Linked DNA regions of Mus musculus: all the other regions are linked to region 1. Evidence: chromatin contacts called from public HiChIP or PLAC-seq, Micro-C and promoter capture Hi-C data. All regions are on one chromosome and are shown on one strand. Each heading gives the region's core, a stretch centred on a gene start, on an enhancer-like site or on the middle of the called end of the contact. The rest is flanking DNA. Distances are from core to core; before and after follow the strand shown. Region 1 holds the start of Rfwd3 (ring finger and WD repeat domain 3). Region 2 holds the start of Ldhd (lactate dehydrogenase D). Region 3 overlaps St3gal2 (ST3 beta-galactoside alpha-2,3-sialyltransferase 2). Region 4 holds the start of Ddx19a (DEAD box helicase 19a). Region 5 overlaps Znrf1 (zinc and ring finger 1). Region 6 holds the start of Aars (alanyl-tRNA synthetase).

What was found. Promoter capture Hi-C pulls out the DNA fragments that hold promoters and counts their contacts. Hi-C and Micro-C count contacts between places; a contact is called where the count stands out from the background. HiChIP or PLAC-seq counts read pairs in DNA pulled down with a chosen protein or histone mark.
Region 2: a contact with region 1 is called in a promoter capture Hi-C map of liver, with 4 times the contacts expected there. The contact joins the promoter of Ldhd here to the promoter of Rfwd3 in region 1. A contact is called at or near these places in 5 of 39 promoter capture datasets (the C10 cell line, cranial neural crest, embryonic stem cells and 2 more), 2 of 115 datasets of contacts at active chromatin or transcription factors (embryonic stem cells and epiblast stem cells) and 1 of 9 other capture datasets (liver).
Region 3: a contact with region 1 is called in a Micro-C map of embryonic stem cells, with 5 times the contacts expected there. The contact joins the enhancer-like site here to the promoter of Rfwd3 in region 1. A contact is called at or near these places in 3 of 39 promoter capture datasets (the C10 cell line, liver and pre-B cells), 1 of 15 datasets of contacts at CTCF or cohesin (the NIH/3T3 cell line), 13 of 484 Hi-C or Micro-C datasets (cerebellum, embryonic stem cells, nephron progenitors and 1 more) and 3 of 9 other capture datasets (adipose tissue, embryonic stem cells and pancreatic islet).
Region 4: a contact with region 1 is called in an H3K27ac HiChIP or PLAC-seq map of microglia, with 7 times the contacts expected there. The contact joins the promoter of Ddx19a here to the promoter of Rfwd3 in region 1. A contact is called at or near these places in 8 of 39 promoter capture datasets (the C10 cell line, cranial neural crest, hippocampal neurons and 3 more), 13 of 484 Hi-C or Micro-C datasets (cerebellum, cortical neurons, embryonic stem cells and 2 more), 3 of 115 datasets of contacts at active chromatin or transcription factors (bone marrow-derived macrophages, memory CD8 T cells and microglia) and 3 of 9 other capture datasets (adipose tissue, embryonic stem cells and pancreatic islet).
Region 5: a contact with region 1 is called in a promoter capture Hi-C map of liver, with 2.0 times the contacts expected there. The contact joins the enhancer-like site here to the promoter of Rfwd3 in region 1. A contact is called at or near these places in 2 of 39 promoter capture datasets (the C10 cell line and liver) and 1 of 115 datasets of contacts at active chromatin or transcription factors (effector CD8 T cells).
Region 6: an H3K27ac HiChIP or PLAC-seq map of embryonic stem cells shows a contact between it and region 1, with 11 read pairs. The contact joins the promoter of Aars here to the promoter of Rfwd3 in region 1. A contact is called at or near these places in 9 of 39 promoter capture datasets (3T3-L1-derived adipocytes, the C10 cell line, embryonic stem cells and 5 more), 53 of 484 Hi-C or Micro-C datasets (B cells, CD4 T cells, ECoMG myeloid progenitors and 23 more), 14 of 115 datasets of contacts at active chromatin or transcription factors (the 230-238 cell line, bone marrow-derived macrophages, effector CD8 T cells and 7 more) and 3 of 9 other capture datasets (adipose tissue, embryonic stem cells and liver).

The regions. Positions count from the first base shown.
Region 1 is chr8:111,298,950-111,301,502 of GRCm38.p6, reverse strand. Rfwd3 (ring finger and WD repeat domain 3) reads left to right here and starts at 1,281. Exons shown (of 13, transcript NM_146218.4): 1 at 1,281-1,368. The coding sequence starts at 1,323.
Region 2 is chr8:111,629,063-111,631,615 of GRCm38.p6, reverse strand. It overlaps Ldhd (lactate dehydrogenase D), which reads left to right and starts at 1,280. Exons shown (of 11, transcript NM_027570.4): 1 at 1,280-1,377; 2 at 1,561-1,673; 3 at 1,869-2,010; 4 at 2,194-2,335; 5 at 2,471-2,553. The coding sequence starts at 1,306.
Region 3 is chr8:110,969,045-110,971,597 of GRCm38.p6, reverse strand. St3gal2 (ST3 beta-galactoside alpha-2,3-sialyltransferase 2) reads right to left here. Exons shown (of 7, transcript NM_009179.3): 5 at 2,365-2,410; 6 at 1,935-2,054; 7 at 1-1,496. The coding sequence ends at 1,323. Among named protein-coding and RNA genes, the nearest start is that of Gm51551, 19 kb to the left of the region's middle. Within about 2 kb of position 1,272, at least 300 of the 459 cell types and tissues checked have an H3K27ac peak or open chromatin away from gene starts, as enhancers often do. A contact at or near this core is called in adipose tissue, cerebellum, embryonic stem cells and 3 more, where this site is marked.
Region 4 is chr8:110,996,554-110,999,106 of GRCm38.p6, reverse strand. It overlaps Ddx19a (DEAD box helicase 19a), which reads left to right and starts at 1,284. Exons shown (of 12, transcript NM_007916.2): 1 at 1,284-1,440. The coding sequence starts at 1,384.
Region 5 is chr8:111,583,868-111,586,420 of GRCm38.p6, reverse strand. The region is part of intron 1 of Znrf1 (zinc and ring finger 1); the gene reads right to left. Among named protein-coding and RNA genes, the nearest start is that of Ldhd, 45 kb to the left of the region's middle. Within about 2 kb of position 1,285, at least 19 of the 459 cell types and tissues checked have an H3K27ac peak or open chromatin away from gene starts, as enhancers often do. A contact at or near this core is called in liver, where this site is marked.
Region 6 is chr8:111,032,567-111,035,119 of GRCm38.p6, reverse strand. Aars (alanyl-tRNA synthetase) reads right to left here and starts at 1,278. Exons shown (of 21, transcript NM_146217.4): 1 at 857-1,278.

The sequences.
Region 1 (2,553 bases), core at 32-2,531:
GTTCTGATAGCAAGAAAAGGGAAAGGATAACTGTCGGTACACGGGGAACTGAAGAAGTGGCTCACAGGTAGAAAACTGGCTGCTAGTCCCCAGGCTCCGTTCCCAGCACTTACTTATTTTCTGTATATGAGTACACGGTTGCTGTCCTCAGACACACCAGTAGAGGGCACCAGATCCCACTGATGTTTGTGAACCACCATGTTCCTGGGAATTGAACTCAGGACTTTTGGAAGAGCATTACAGTGATGTTAACCACTGAGCCATCCCCTCAGCACTGTGAAGAGGGCTTTTGGGTTGTTTGTTTGTTTGTTTGTTTGTTTAAAGACCTTTAAGTAAGATTTCCTTCTTCAGAAACATGTTTGGAAAATCTTACGTGACAATTTATATTTCCAAGCCATTTATCATAGTAGTTTTCAAGTTGAAGACATTGTGCAAGATTTAAAAAAAAAATTTTTTTTTCCGACCATTGCGGACAAGTTGCTCAACCCAATGAGAGACTCTACAGGCTCTGGAACTCTGGGGACAAACTTTTAAAATCATCGATAAACTCTTTAATAAAACCTTAGGAAGAAGCAGGGGAAGTCACTTTTAAAGAATTATTTATTTATTTTATGTATATGAGTACACTGTTGCTGTCTTCAGACACACCAGAAGAGGGCATCTGATCCCATTACAGGTGGTTGTGAGCCACCATGTGGTTGCTGGGACTTGAACTCAGAACCTCTGAAAGAGCAGTCAGTGCTCTTAACCACTGAGCCATCTCCCCAGCCCCCGGGAAGTCACTTTTAACATTTTCTTTCTTTCTTTATTTTCTTTTCTTTTTTTGGTTTTTCGAGACAGGGTTTCTCTGTATAGCCCTGGCTGTCCTGGAACTCACTTTGTAGACCAGGCTGGCCTCTGCCTCCCTGAGATTAAAGGCGTGAGCCATCACCGCCCGGCCACTTTTAACATTTTTCACTCTCAGTAGAAGAGGAAGGGGAAAAAAAAAAAAAAAAAAACCAACTCTCTTCCTCAGGGCTTCTTCCCGCCGAACAGTTCAAAGGAAGGGGCGCGAGATGGCGGACTCCGCACGACTACCAATTGCAGGAGGCGCCTTGGCCGGAGGTTCTCGCCCAGAAATGTATCAAAGGCTGACCAATGAGGGCGCCACTATTTCAGCTGGCGGCGACCGACGGAAGAAGAAGAGAAGAGATTGGTCGCCGTCCGCAGTGGCTGGCCAATAGGAGCTCGCCGAGCCGCGGCTCCAGCGGGGGCGCCTCAGGGTCCAGAAGAGCTGCTGGGCGCGGGCGGAGCGGGTGCGCAGTAGGGGATGCGCGGTAACGATGGCCGAAGTCGCGGTCGGCCAGGCGTCCGACTTGGTCCCCTCAGGTGAGGCTGCTCCCTGCTTCTTCTCCGCCCTGGGGGCCTCTGGATGCGGGTGGTGGTCCCTTGCTCTGCGGCTGCTCACGGGGCCCAGCGAGGTGGGCGGAGGGCGCGCTGGGAGCTCGGCGGTCTCCTTCGGTCCGGCCTGAGGACCTCGACCTTCTTCCTCCTCCTTTCCTGAGGAATGGGGGGTGGGGGAGAGCTCGGGAGGAGCTGAGACGGGGCTCGGCTCGCACCGATTGCGGACCCTCCACGGAGTCGTTCTCCGGGTGCTTCCCGCGCGGGTCGAGCCCCGGTGACTGACTCTTTGACCCTTGTCGCTCGCTGTTTTAACTTTTATCACCGCAGCGGAACTGCGACCGAAGGATATTTTCATTCTCCTCTTCCTGCGGGGAGGCGGGCGTGGGCAGACAGGTTAGGAAACTTAACTTTGGTTCCGCAGCTACTAACAGGGCGAGCCTGGATACGAACCCGGGTCTGACTGAATCCCCGCGGGCTCCCGGCGACCTGTTTATTGGGGCAGCCGTCGCTCCCGCCTTCTGTGTTTATCGAAACCAAAGCTTAGCAAGGGTGGGGGGCAGAGGTGGAGTTCACGGTCTGAGGGCCGCTGACTTTTCGGGGCCATCGGACTAGCGTTTGTGTCACTTAAAGAAGGGGCTCATACGAGCACGAGCCCAGGATTTGGGGAACGTGTTTTGTTTTTGGATGTGTGTGTGTGTGTGTGTGTGTGTGTGATTGAGGAACTAAATTGTAAACTTTAAATAGCAGCCTGTAAGAAGCACTGTTCAGAGAGGACAGTTAAGTGCATCTAGACCTAACTTAGGCATGCTTATTTGTGACAGTCCCCCTCTGGAATCCGGACTGCTCTCAAACTTGAGGCAATCCTCCTCTCTCTCTCTAATGATGGAATTACAGTTTTGAGGAAATATGCAAGGAGTATGGGGGGGGGGAGCTATTTTTAAAAGATAATTCTTGTGAGGATGTCGTTAAACTTTAGAGCCATATTAAAAGCATCAGTTCACATATTTTTGAGTAGTGAAGAGCTTAATTTTTAAAGCCTATCACCTTTTTTGCATAAAAATTTAAAATTGATAAGATTCTTTTCTAGAAGTCTGCTAGAGTTTTAGTAGTGAACAGCTCCTGGTATATTCTTGATTGTAGCTTTTGGTTTATCATTTTGGACTTTTTTTC
Region 2 (2,553 bases), core at 31-2,530, 330 kb before region 1:
CCACTGTCCGCTGGGGGGTTTCGTTCAATTCTGTAGTCTTGGAGGGTGCCCCAATCCAAAAAGAGCAAATAAAAGCAATTAGATCTATAACTAAATTTGCTATTTTAAGGATTTCTTTTTAGTTTATAGGTATGAGTGTTTTGCCTGTGTATTTGGCCCACAGAGGCCAGAAGAGGGTGTTTGATTCCCTGCTTGGGATTTGAGTTACAGATGGTTGTGAGTCATCCCATGTGGGTGCTAGGAATTGAACCCGGGTCCTCTGCAAGAGCAATCAGTGCCCTTAACTCTGATGCTATCTCTCCACCACCCCATTCCCTATAACTAAATTTGTCATTTTGTCTTGTTTTGTTTTCTTTTGTTATGGCTCAGGCTGGCTTCATCTCATCCTCCTCCTAACTCAGACTCTCTGTGTGGGTTTACAGGTGCATACCATAAGGCCTGGCTGGCATGATTTTCTCTTTTTACATATTCATCCAAATGTGGTTGGTGAATTAAGAGAGAACCACCAACTCCACGAAGTTGTTTTCTGATCTCTACGCATGCACTGTGGCGCGTATGTTCCTCCATCATGCACACAGACACAATAAAGCTGGATAAAAAAACTAAATAAATTAGGAGTTTGTATTCCTGACCGGAAGGAAGAGAGTCATTGGGAGGTAGTTTAGCTCAGTGGTGGTAGCAAAGGCTCTTCTGGAATTGCTGTGGGAGTTGTTTGGAACCAACAGGATGGTCTTGGAATTAATCTCCTTCCCTGCTTTTCCTTAGCACTCCTCTGCAAGGCGGCCTTTCTGGGCACTGCACTATGCTACCCACTCTGTCCCAGAATGACCTCTGGAGTTTCCCTCTTCGTGGTCATGGTGGCAAGTCTACTCTGTGGCATGCTGTTGAGGCTTGCAAGGTGAGGAAGGCTCTGCCTGACAGGGAGTCAGGAGATGATTCAGGGAGTAGGGCACAGTGTATGTGCCAAGGTTGCAGGCCGGCCTGAGCTCTGGAATGGAAAGGAAAACTGCAGCTTAGAGATCAAAGAAGAGGCTGGAAGTGTAGAAGACAAAGTCCGAGTGCCCGGTGGGACTTGAAAGCCTCCGTACACGATGTTTGTTTGGAGGGCTCTTCGGGGAGCAGCAGTTAGTTGACTTGTAACACGTGAAGTAGCTGTTGTCCTTCTTTTCCAGATCTGCAGAGGCCACCTTAAACCGGCTCCACCTTAAGCAGGCTCCACCCAGGGCAGCTATTGGGCACAGCGAGAGGCAGGCTGGCAAGGCTTCCTCTCCGCCTAGTTATTCTCCCCTTAGCTGCGGTCTGGCTATGGCCATGCTCCTTCGGGTGGCCACCCAGAGGCTGTCTCCCTGGAGGAGTTTCTGCTCCAGGGGGTCGCAGGTATAAGTCTACTTGTGGATGGGGTCCCAGAGGGTGGAGAGCCCGACGTAATGTCCTCGGGGCTCAGTGACGTCACCTTGCAGGTTGACCAGCCCCTCATTCTTCCCACCCGGCCACAGGGCAGGTCTGTGGCTCCCTCCGACTGTCTTTCCGATGACCCCCTCGCACTTTTCTCCCCTGCAGGGTGGACTCAGCCAGGACTTTGTGGAGGCTCTGAAGGCAGTTGTAGGGAGCCCCCACGTGTCCACTGCTTCTGCAGTCAGAGAGCAACACGGGCATGATGAATCGATGCACAGGTATCAGAAGGGACTGAGGGTCCCTGTCTCTCTGGTCACCTGTTTGGAGTTCTGGCATCCTTACACGGAGAGGTGCTCTCTGCCCTGATCTGCTGAGGTCCCTGTCCTTGGGTCCTTAAACCATTGCAGGTTCCTGGATAAGAGAGGGTGAGAAGCTTCCATCCTTTTCAAACCTCTGGGCCTGCCTGCTTCTAGGTGTCAACCTCCTGATGCTGTGGTTTGGCCTCAGAATGTGGACCAGGTCAGCCGAGTGGCAAGCCTGTGCTACAATCAAGGTGTTCCCATCATCCCATTTGGCACAGGCACCGGTGTTGAGGGGGGAGTCTGTGCTGTGCAGGTATAGTGGGGGTGCCCTGGGTCTGGTCCCATTATACAGGACACATTTACAGCTCTCTTCACCTGCCATCCCAGAGCTTTGGTATGGTTGCTGCAGGCCTCAGCCATAAAATGGGGCTCTAGCGGGCTGCCTCGGGCCTAGAGACCTAGGTTGGGCAGCTGTTTTTGACTCCCTTGCTACCAGGGTGGAGTGTGCATCAACCTGACCCATATGGACCAGATCACGGAGCTGAATACAGAAGACTTCTCCGTGGTGGTGGAGCCTGGAGTCACCCGTAAAGCTCTCAATACCCACCTGCGTGACAGTGGCCTTTGGTTTCCTGTTGGTAGGCCTTGGACTAACCACAGAGTACCTGACCGAGGGCTTGGGGGCGTGGTCTGAGGGATTTCACAGGGCCCCATCTTTCCCACAAGAGGGAAAGGGCCTCTGCAGTTGCCCTCTCCAGCATTTCATTCTCTAGACCCAGGCGCAGATGCTTCTCTGTGTGGCATGGCAGCCACCGGGGCCTCGGGCACCAATGCTGTGCGCTATGGAACCATGCGG
Region 3 (2,553 bases), core at 23-2,522, 330 kb after region 1:
GAGAGGTTCTGCTATACGCCCCTCCCTTTTTTTTTTTCCTCCACCCGTGCTTTTGAAACTGGGAAGGAACAGACTCGAGCAAAGTTCTCCATGTATTAGTTTTTAGGGTTGTTGCCTCATCCCAAACCTCTTAACACTCTCCCTTATGTGTGACTGTCCCCCAACCAGGCTGCTTGGTAATGTGAACTCATTAAGAATGGGAAATATTTATGTGGACGCTGCAGCAGGGACGTGTTTTCTGCGGCCTGAGACATTCACTGAAGCCCTTTCTCCCAGTGAACCTCAACTGTGACCAAGTCATGCAAGTAGCTTCCAGTTGTAACCCCTGATTCTTGACTGAGCGGCCCTTCTGGAGCTGGAGAGTAGGTTAGAACAGGCGAGTAAGCAGGGTAAAGGTGCGGACAGGAGGAGGCATGCAGGGCAGCCACCAATCCGCTCCTCCCCAGCAAAGCTCCGAGCCATCTGCGCGAGGCCCCGCAAACAATTGTCAAGCAATCTTGGTTGGATCGCCATCCCTGGCAGCTTGAGGGTAACTAAAGCATGAGTCCAAAGCAAATCCTACCCCCAAGCAAGAGGCTGCCTGCTCCTCTTTGGGGTGACAATGAAAGAAAACGGTACATGCTCAGGGATCTCCTTTCCAGCCAACTGTCCAACCGTGTTGCTCTCTCGCGCCTTAGGGCTAAAGACACGGGTCACGTGTGGGAGAGCAAAAGCAGCCGAGTCAGGGTGGTCTCACTTTGTCTCCGAATCAACAGGTGAGCTGGAGAGGAGGCCCAGGACCTAAGGACAGACGCTGAGAAGGTGGTAGGAGACAGGAGTGAGGGCACATGTGAGAGAAGCACCTTGCATGTGACCCGGTGAAGCTTCCTACCCGTTCCTGACACTAGTGAGGCCCTAGGGAGATCAACCCAACAGGGGGTGAATTCAACCCCCTACTACCTGGTGCGCCACGGAAAGCCCTGGAGAGTGTCTCACCGGAACCACATTTCTTTGGATGGCTTCACTCACCCACCCGGCCTAAGCTGGAAATGAGCAGTTCAAGGCGCTCCTGCCCAGCCCCAGACCCGCCTCTTAAAAAGCATCAAAATTCTTATCCAAAGCAGGTTTAGGGGAGGGGGTCGAGGCCCGCCGCCTCCCAAGGCCATGATTGGTGGAGACGGCGGCGCCGGAAATTCTCCTTGAGTTGCGTGATTGGCTAAGAAAGAAGCTCCTCCCAACTGCAGCACTGATTGGTTGCTGGGGACGGCGCAGTCTGATTGGTGGGCTGCAACCGGCGCTTGCCGGACCCAGAAGTGACTGGTTCTGAAGGCGCTCAGGGCCGCTCAGTTCCCTCGGTAGACCTCGATCTTGCTGGCCTTGGCCAGCATGTCGATGATGTGGGCTTCGAAGTCGGCGTCATGCACGCCTGTCTTCCGGAACTCGCCCGCGTACCGGTTGTTCTCCCAGTAGTGGTGCCAGTTGCCTCGACTGTCGGCCCCGAACCCATACACGTTCACCTGTGAGGAGGGTGGCACAGGGGTCACTGGGAGTCGGGGGCGTGGTTGGGGACACCCAGGCCTGACATAAGGGCACTGACTCAGAGGGGACTTCTGTCTCTTTCTCATTTGTGTTTCGCTTTTTCACGACTGGGTCTTATGTAGCCCAGGTTGGCCTCAAACGCTGCTCCTGTCTCAAACTCTCCGTATCTGATTACAGGTGCCACCATGACCCTGCTAAAAATGTGCCTTTTAAATGAAGTAGTTTTGTTAGTAAATCTTAAAAGGTAATGACGATGGGAAATGCAAAAATATTGTTTATAGGAATAACAGATATGAAAAAACATGGTTTCTGTTTACAAAAACTACTTCCCGGGAACCACAGCTAAGATGGGGAAAGGGCTGTTTCCTCTGTTTATGGTTCTCCTAATTCTGCTCTAGACAACACCGACTGCCTACCTCATCACACACATGTAGTGCAAAGAAGAGCACCAGCATTCCTGTGGAAGGGTAGCGCCCGTGGTGCTCGGTCCACCTGTCGTGAATGTACTTGAAGAAGGCTGGGTTGTAAATCTGGACCTGCAAGGAGAGAAAGGTACATGAAGGGCTTGGAGGTCTGGAGATTTGGGCCAGGCTCTGAACAGCTTCTAGCAGTTCCTCGGGAATGCAGCACATGGGTATTCCTAGGTTCTTGTGTTCATTGTAGGGGTCAGGCATACCAGCAGATGCAGATCCCACACCTGCCCCCTCCCCCTGCACCCCCAGGACAGGATTTCTCTTGGGTAGCTCTGGCCATCCTAAAACTCACTCACTCTCTTGGCATCGCTTGAATAAGCCAGCATAATTTCCATGGTGGTGAGAGTCAAAAGACAGGGGGTAGAGAACTTACCTTCTCTTTGTCCACTCGAAGGAAGGACTTCACTGGGGCATAGGTGCTGCAAGAAAACAGGAAAAAAAACCTTTCAGATGGCAACACATTTGCTCCTGATGACCAAATAGTGACACCCTCACAATTTCTAGACTGACCTATTCCCGTTGCATGTTCGCCACTGCAGGGCCATGATAAAAACCTTCAGTG
Region 4 (2,553 bases), core at 35-2,534, 300 kb after region 1:
TAAGAAGTATGTCCCAGCAGATACATGAAGAAATAGCCATGTTCTTGGTACTAGAATAGGTATGCTTGGTAGTGCAATTTCAAGAGGACAATGGGCAGTTAGACTCAAAATATATGCATTTTGAGACTAGGTCTCCTGTAGCAGAGACTGGCCTTGCACTCTCAATCTTCCTCCTACACCTCCCAAGTACTGGAGTTAAAAGTGTTCACTACCATTCCATTAAAATTTTGCACTATTTTAAGAGCATCCTTTTTGTGAAGTGCCTAAGTCATTCAAACAGCTTTACACAACTATCATGACTTAAAATGTATCCCAACAGAGGGAAAGTACTTCTCTTATCCCAGTATTTGGGAGGCAGAAAAAAAAAAAAAAAAGCCACGGGATACATGAAATTCTTGACTCAAAAAAAAAAACAAAAAAAAAAAAACAAAACTAAATACATATCCACACACATAGGATGTAACTCTGTTTTGTTTGTTTTTAATTGTTTTTTGAGACAGGGTTTCCTCTGTGTAGCCCTAGTTGTTCTGGAATTTGCTCTAGTGGCCTCTGCCTCCCAAATTCTGAGATTAAAGGCCTGTGCCACCTATGCTCAGATCATTTCATTCTTAGTTGTATGTATATGCATGTGTGTCTGCGACTGCAAAGGCCACTAGAGAGCGTTCTATTTTTTTAAAAAATATTTATTATTTATATGTAACTACACTGTAGCTGTCTTCAGACACACCAGTAGAGGGTGTCAGATGTCATTACGGTTGGTTGTAAGCCACCTTGTGGTTGCTGGGATTTGAACTCAGGACCTTCGGAAGAACAGTCAGTGCTCTTAACCGCTGAGCCATCTCGAGAGAGAGCGTTCGATCCCTTGTAATCTAGGTGTTGGAGATTATTAAGGAGGAAACCGAGTTCAAGGTAGCCTTGTTTTAAAACAAGATACCTAGTTTCAAAACCAAAAAATGGGTAAGTATTTTGGTTATGAAATGAAGCGATTGGGCGAGTACTAAGTAACTCTGCAGAGCTCTAGGACGTTAACTCAATTAGATCGCACCTAGCGAGATGGAATTTTTTTTTTTTTTCCTCCTCTTTTTAGCATTTCGAGACAGGGTTTCTCTGTGTGGCCCTGGCCGTCCTGGAACTCTCTCAGTAGATCAGGCTGGCCTCAAATTAAGAAATAAGCGACTCAGGACCTTAAAGTGCTAAGCTCCGCATGCTTATCTTCCTGGGGGCGGAGCGTGGGTGGAAGACGGACGCGCGGGGCAGGAACTGACGTCAACTCCGCGCGGGTCTTTTTCCGCTCCGTGTGAGTGGCACTTGGCGCGGGCTTGCGTTCGGCGCTGGTGTTGGCGGGGCGCGGAGCATCTCTGCAGGTCGGCTCGCGTCGGGACCATGGCCACCGACTCATGGGCGCTGGCGGTGGACGAGCAGGAAGCCGCTGTCAAGTCGGTCAGTGGCCTGGTGGGGATTAGGGGACTGAGGCGGACATGGTTTCCAGCACGGGGACCTCAGAGCCGGGCCAGCCCGCGCTCGCTGGAGTTTGCTGTGGGCGATCACTTAGCGCGGCGGATTTGCTCCGACAGCGAAGAAAACCCGCAGCGAGCTTCTTATCCGAGTTTGGACTGAAAAGTTGCTCCCATGGTGACATTGTCTTTATTAAGTGTGTGAGGCCCCAAACTGGCCCTTCTCTTGACCTCTTACAAGAAATGGCAACATAAAATTCTCTCTTTTTTTCGTTGTTGAGGGGTAGTTTTTGAGTGAGTTTATGCTGCCTTTCCCCTAACAGCCCCACATTCATGCTTAACCGCCAAGCGGCAGTTTGTAGCTCGCCAGAATAACGGGTTTTGTTTGTGTTAATGCTTCACTTAGCAACAAATGCAAACTGTCTAGTTGCTATTTTAAGTGTCGTATAGTTTTTGTTAGATTGTTTTTGTGTTTTTGGAGGGGTGCGTTGGTGGGTTCGAGACGGTGTAGCCCAGGTTGGCCTCTGACTTGCTAATTAGCTGAGACTGGCCTTGAGAGCTCTTGCATCCCTATCCCTCCGCCTCCTCTTAAGTGTATGAGTTACAGCTTTGCTGCCTGTGTTTTTGACACAGCCCAACTGGCTTCACTATTTACCTCGGGGTCGCCTCAAATACTTTCTTTTAATATCTTATGTTTTCTATGTGTGTGTATGGGTGTTTTGCCTGTTCGTATCTATGCACCACACTTGAGCCTACATATGTTAGAAGAGGGTTTTAGATCCCCTTGGAACTGGGATTTACAAACTGTTGTGAGCCACCATGTGGCGCTAAGAACCAAACCCTGGCCCTTCCGCAACAGCAGCGAGCTCTCTTAACTCTTAAACCAATTCAGCTGAAGAATGAGCAGTTGATTTTCTTTTTTTTTTTTTTTTTTTTTTTTTTTCCATTTTTTATTAGGTATTTAGCTCATTTACATTTCCAATGCTATACCAAAAGTCCCCCTTACCCACCCACCCCCACTCCCCTACCCACCCACTCCCCCCCTTTGGCCCTGGCGTTCCCCTGTACCGGGGCACACAAAGTCTGCGTGTCCAATGGG
Region 5 (2,553 bases), core at 36-2,535, 280 kb before region 1:
TAGTGTGTGTCAAATTGACATGAAACTAGCCAGCACACAAGAAAACCTTATATTTCCAACAGTCCAAGGAAGGGAAAATGATGATTTCAGTTGATACAGAAAACAAAGTAGAATTCATTACTATTTTATGTTTACAATTCTCAATAAAATAGGAAGAGGAATACCTAATTGAAAAAATATGAGTATCTTTACCAAAAATTACAGCAAATTTATTTTTTTTAAAGATTTATTTATTTATTTATTTATTTATTATATGTAAGTATACTGTAGCTGTCTTCAGACACTCCAGAGAGGGGATCAGATCTTGTTACAGATGGTTGTGAGCCACCATGTGGTTGCTGGGATTTGAACTCCGGACCTTCGGAAGAGCAGTCGGGTACTCTTACCCACTGAGCCATCTCACCAGCCCTACAGCAAATTTATATTCAATGGAAAAACCATTGTTGAACATAACTGTGGAGGCACTGATCTGCAGGTCAAGGAGGGGAAACCTTAATATAGACATTAGAAAGGAAGAGATAATAATTGCTTTTTTATATCATGTAAACCACAAGATCTATTTATCAAATTGCATCTTCTATGTCAGCAATAAATTAGCTAGAAACAAAAATAATAGAAGAAACCATGTTTCTAGTAGTAAGTAACTTAAAAAGGAAGGTGCAGCACTCTTGAGACATCCACTAAACAAAGGGACATTATATATTCTTGCATAAGATCTGACATTATAAAGATGGTAATCTTAACTGACATAAATTCAGAGCTACAGAAACATCAGCAAAGGTTTGGTGAAAACTTCTATTCACAACTTAGTCACAAAATAAATTTTTTAAAATTGCAGCACATGAAGATTGTGCCTCCTTTAGCAAACTTGTACTTTCACAGGGAAACAAAAAGGTAAGCTCGTCCTCAGAGGCTGCTGGCCACCACCACCGACTGGCGGAGGAGCTTTGTTTTCTGAGACGGGGTCTTTTGTAGTCCAGGCCAACCTCAAACTTAGTCTCATGTAGCAATGATGACCATAAACTGATCCTTCTGCCTCTCTCTACTTCCCAAATGCTGAGAGTACAGGCATGTACCACCCAGCAGACATAAACCCTTTGGTTAAAGGGCGCCTCACTCTCCTTCTCTACTGGATTTTTCTCCCTTATCAGGAGAAGGCTAACAGGAGTGGGTCCTTCCCTGGACCAAGAAGCAGAGCAGTTTTGCAATGTGCTCACAAGTGTTCATTTCTCCTGACATCAGTGGACACACATGGTGCCAAGTGAAACCAGATGCATGGGGTTCACAAAGTATCCAGAATGATTTCATAAGATGAATCTTTCACTTTCAAAACCACCAGCACGCTCTCTACCTTCACCTACTAAAGCCAAGTGTTGAATGGACGATCTCAGTCTTGGGGCTAATTATTCTGCACAGCTCTGAGGATGCATGAGGGAGGCTGGGCATAACTAAGGCCTTGCCTACACTAGGAATGTGCTCTATTACCGAGCTAGCTCTGCACTCTAAACCCGTGGGCAGGGTCTCACCGAGTTACTAGGCTTACACAGAATGGCCTTGAACTCCACAGGCTTTGAACGTTTGACTCTCTTGCCCTGCCTGTGGTTACTAGACAACTGGACTAAAGTATGAAACATCAAAGTGAAAGACTTTATACTTTATATTTTTTAAAAAATTAAATTCAGTTGGGTGGCTGTGGCACACACCTTTAATCCCAGCACTCGGGAGGCAGAGGCAGGTGGATTTCTGAGTTTAAGGCCAGCCTGGTCTACAGAGTGAGGTCCTGGAGAGCAAAGGCTACAGTGAAACCCTGTCTTGAAAAACAAAGCCAAAAAGCCCACAAAAGTCTAACAAAGCATCTTTTACAAATCTCTTATTTTTAGTTTATGTGTATGAGTGCTCTGCCTGCAGGCCTGGTGCCGAACAAGTCCAAACAGGCACCAGATTTCCTGGAACTGACGTTAAGGATGGTTGTGAGCTGCCATATGGGGTGCTGGGAACTGAACCCCAGTTCTCTGGGAGCAGACAGTGCTCTTAACTGCTGAGCCATCTCTCCAGCCCCATCACCATGTACTTTTTAAAGCCCTCTAACATCACACTCACCTAAAGCAAACACTGTAGACGTGGGGTCAGAAATGAAGGGAATTGGGTAAAATTGGCAGTGTCTACACAAACTGGCTCACCCAGCACACGCACATCTTCCGCCCTCCTCCTGACTGAAGAGTTGGGGACTGAGCCAATATTTTCACATAGCATGGGCAGGGAATAGACAGCATACAAACTCTTTTAGAAAATGTCCCCAACTACTGTCTGGGCAAATCTTGGTGTCTGTCTGTCTGTCCTATCTCTCCCTCTCTTACCAATCCCACCTGTCTCCCGCTTCTTGGGGCAGATCCTATGACTCTGTTCCATTGGCTGGCCTGGGCTTCGCTCTGTGCACCAGGTTCTATTTTCCTCACCTAGAGTGAGCTGAGGATACCAGTTTATCCCTCTAAACTTTCTTCCAATTTTAGGACTCTGTGTTCCATGTGGGTGCCTGGTGCCTGCAGAGGCCAG
Region 6 (2,553 bases), core at 29-2,528, 270 kb after region 1:
CCAGACCCAGGGCCTTGAATTACAAGGTGACTTCAGCCACAGGACCTTGTAACATATTTCCATTTACAAGCTAGCCGTTCTGCCTGGCCTCTCCTTTCCCTTCTTCCTAATGAGGTCGTTTTGATCAATCACAAAGAAACATACTTAAGCAAACCTTTCCTTTCTTCACCAGGTCTCTCCTCTTTATACTGTCTCCTAGCCTCAAATGATTTATTTGGTGTGACTATTTAATGCTCACCTCCCAATCACAGTCTATGTTACATCTCAGTAGGAATCCTGGCTGGCTTCACTTCACCGTTACAGTGTATTTTCAGTATCTAGTAAAGTGGTCGTCACCCATGCTCATGATTAATTATACTAATCTGTAAATAGCATGCTCTGCACTAACATACTCCAAAGCACACCAGGAAACTTAGACTGTTTGAAAAAATTGCTGAATATATTTGTTCGGGTGAACCTGAAGGTATCAACTATTCTGTTTTTAAGAATCGAATCGGGCCGAGGGTCGTAGCACACGCCTTTGGTCCCACCACTCTTGAAGATCTCTGTGAGTCGAGACCAGCCTGGTCTACATAGTGAAACCCTGTCTCAAAACAGCAACAGAAAGAAGCGAGTCTGGAGTGCTGGCTCACGCCTGTAATTCCAGCACTTGAAATGCTGAGGCAGGAGAACTGCCGCGAGTTCAAGGCCAGCCCGGGTTACAGAGTTGAGTTCAGGCCAGTCTGGGGTAAGGTGTGAGAACCTAATAAAGAATGAATGAAGATGCCTCTTAGAGAGACTCCATTTATCTTAGTCACCCTGCTCTTCAGGCCTGGTTCCCTAACCCCCTAAGAGATTAAAATTAGAGGAGACAAACCCTTAGCTCTGGGTGGCGACTGAAGAGCAACCGCGATCTTCCCAAGGTCTTGGTCCTCTGCAAGTCCACCAGAAACCACACCACTCTCAGTGCTCCGAGGGAATAGCAAAAGCTACTCTCGAGATCCGGCTCCTGCGGAGACCGGGTCCTGACCCAGGCCAGGGGCGGGACCGCCCGGCAGCCCGCTGCAGCTGCCCCTCCCCCTCCAAGCGCCGGCTCTTCTCGTAGAGCTCTCGGGGCTCACTTGCTTTTTTTCCCGAGGGTCCGGGTCCCCAGGTCCTTCCTTGCCCGGAGCCCACCGCCACTCGCCGGCAGTTACCTGCTCCCTCAGATGCGCACAAGAAGCTATACTCACCCGCCACAACCGGTGCCAGAGCCGTACCTCACCATCCAATCAGAGCGCTCTGATGAAAAGTGACCCGCTACGCCTTGTCATCCTCTGATATGATTGGTCCACTGGCATGCCAATCATTCGGAGCGCGAATGAGCTAACAAGCCGGTTTCTGGGAAGGCTCCTGGGCTCGGCTGATGCAATGCTCAAGAAAGCTAGGACATGGAGTGTCACGTGACAGGGTTGACTATTGGCTTCAGGAGGCAGACATTTTGGGTTCTATTGGCAAAGCCCTAATAGTTGACAGTTAACAAGAGGAATGAAAACATGAATTTGGTGGCGATCACAGATTTTGGCATAGAACTGTTTAACTGCAAAGTGATACACGTACCTCAAAGGTTCGTTTTTCGGCCTTTTGAAACGGAGCAAGGTGGTCTTGAAATCAGGGGATTTGCCAGTCTTGCAGGTGTGCACCAATCAAATGTTCTTATTGTTATCGCGTATAGATCGGCATGCCTTCTTTAACGGTACCCTGGACTGAAATAAGTGCTTCAACCACGCCGAAGCGCTTTGGCACTGACTGATACGTCCGGTTCTCTCTTTGAGACAGGGTCTGGATAAATTGTCCAGGTTGGCCTTGAATTTTTCACTCTTGTCTTAGCCTCCGGAGTAGGAGGCAGTACAGTCCTGTGACATTAGGCATAGCTTTATATTTGTCCTTCAGGTCCCAATAAGAAGAAATTCGGGTCTTGATTTTGAAGAGGAAGAAATGACGTAACCCAAGTTAAAGGACATCTGTCCCTCTGTTTGCTTTAGAAAACAAGTCAACATTCTTAGGAAACGCCTACAACGGTGACGCACATCCATAGTCCCAGCACTTGAGAGCCAAGAGGATCAGAGCTTAAGGCTACCCTTGGGCCTTGGGCACAGTCTCAAAATAACACACACAAAACCTAAAATCTATAGGTAAGGCATCACACTAAAAAGTTCACACACCGTTTAATTTTTAAACTGTATTATCAGGTCTGCTAGTACCACTTTTTCACAGATGAGGAAACCCCAAATTACACGAAAACTTTTTCATGATGTACAGCTTTACAGAACAAAGAGAGTCATAAGTCAAGGTAATTTTAAAATATAGTGATGGTTATATCTGAAAGGCGACTATAGCAAGATGGAAAGCTTTTCTATAGACCCAAGATGTTATCTGATGGCATCTTTAGCTTTTTGGATGGTGGAAGCCAGTGGTCTGGTAAGTTAATAGATTCCAAATGGTTTCTATCTGTTAGTACAAGACTTTATTAGTTCAAACACAGAAATGGACAAAGAATGGTTGTTTTCAGAAGGCCAGAACTAGTCCAAGACA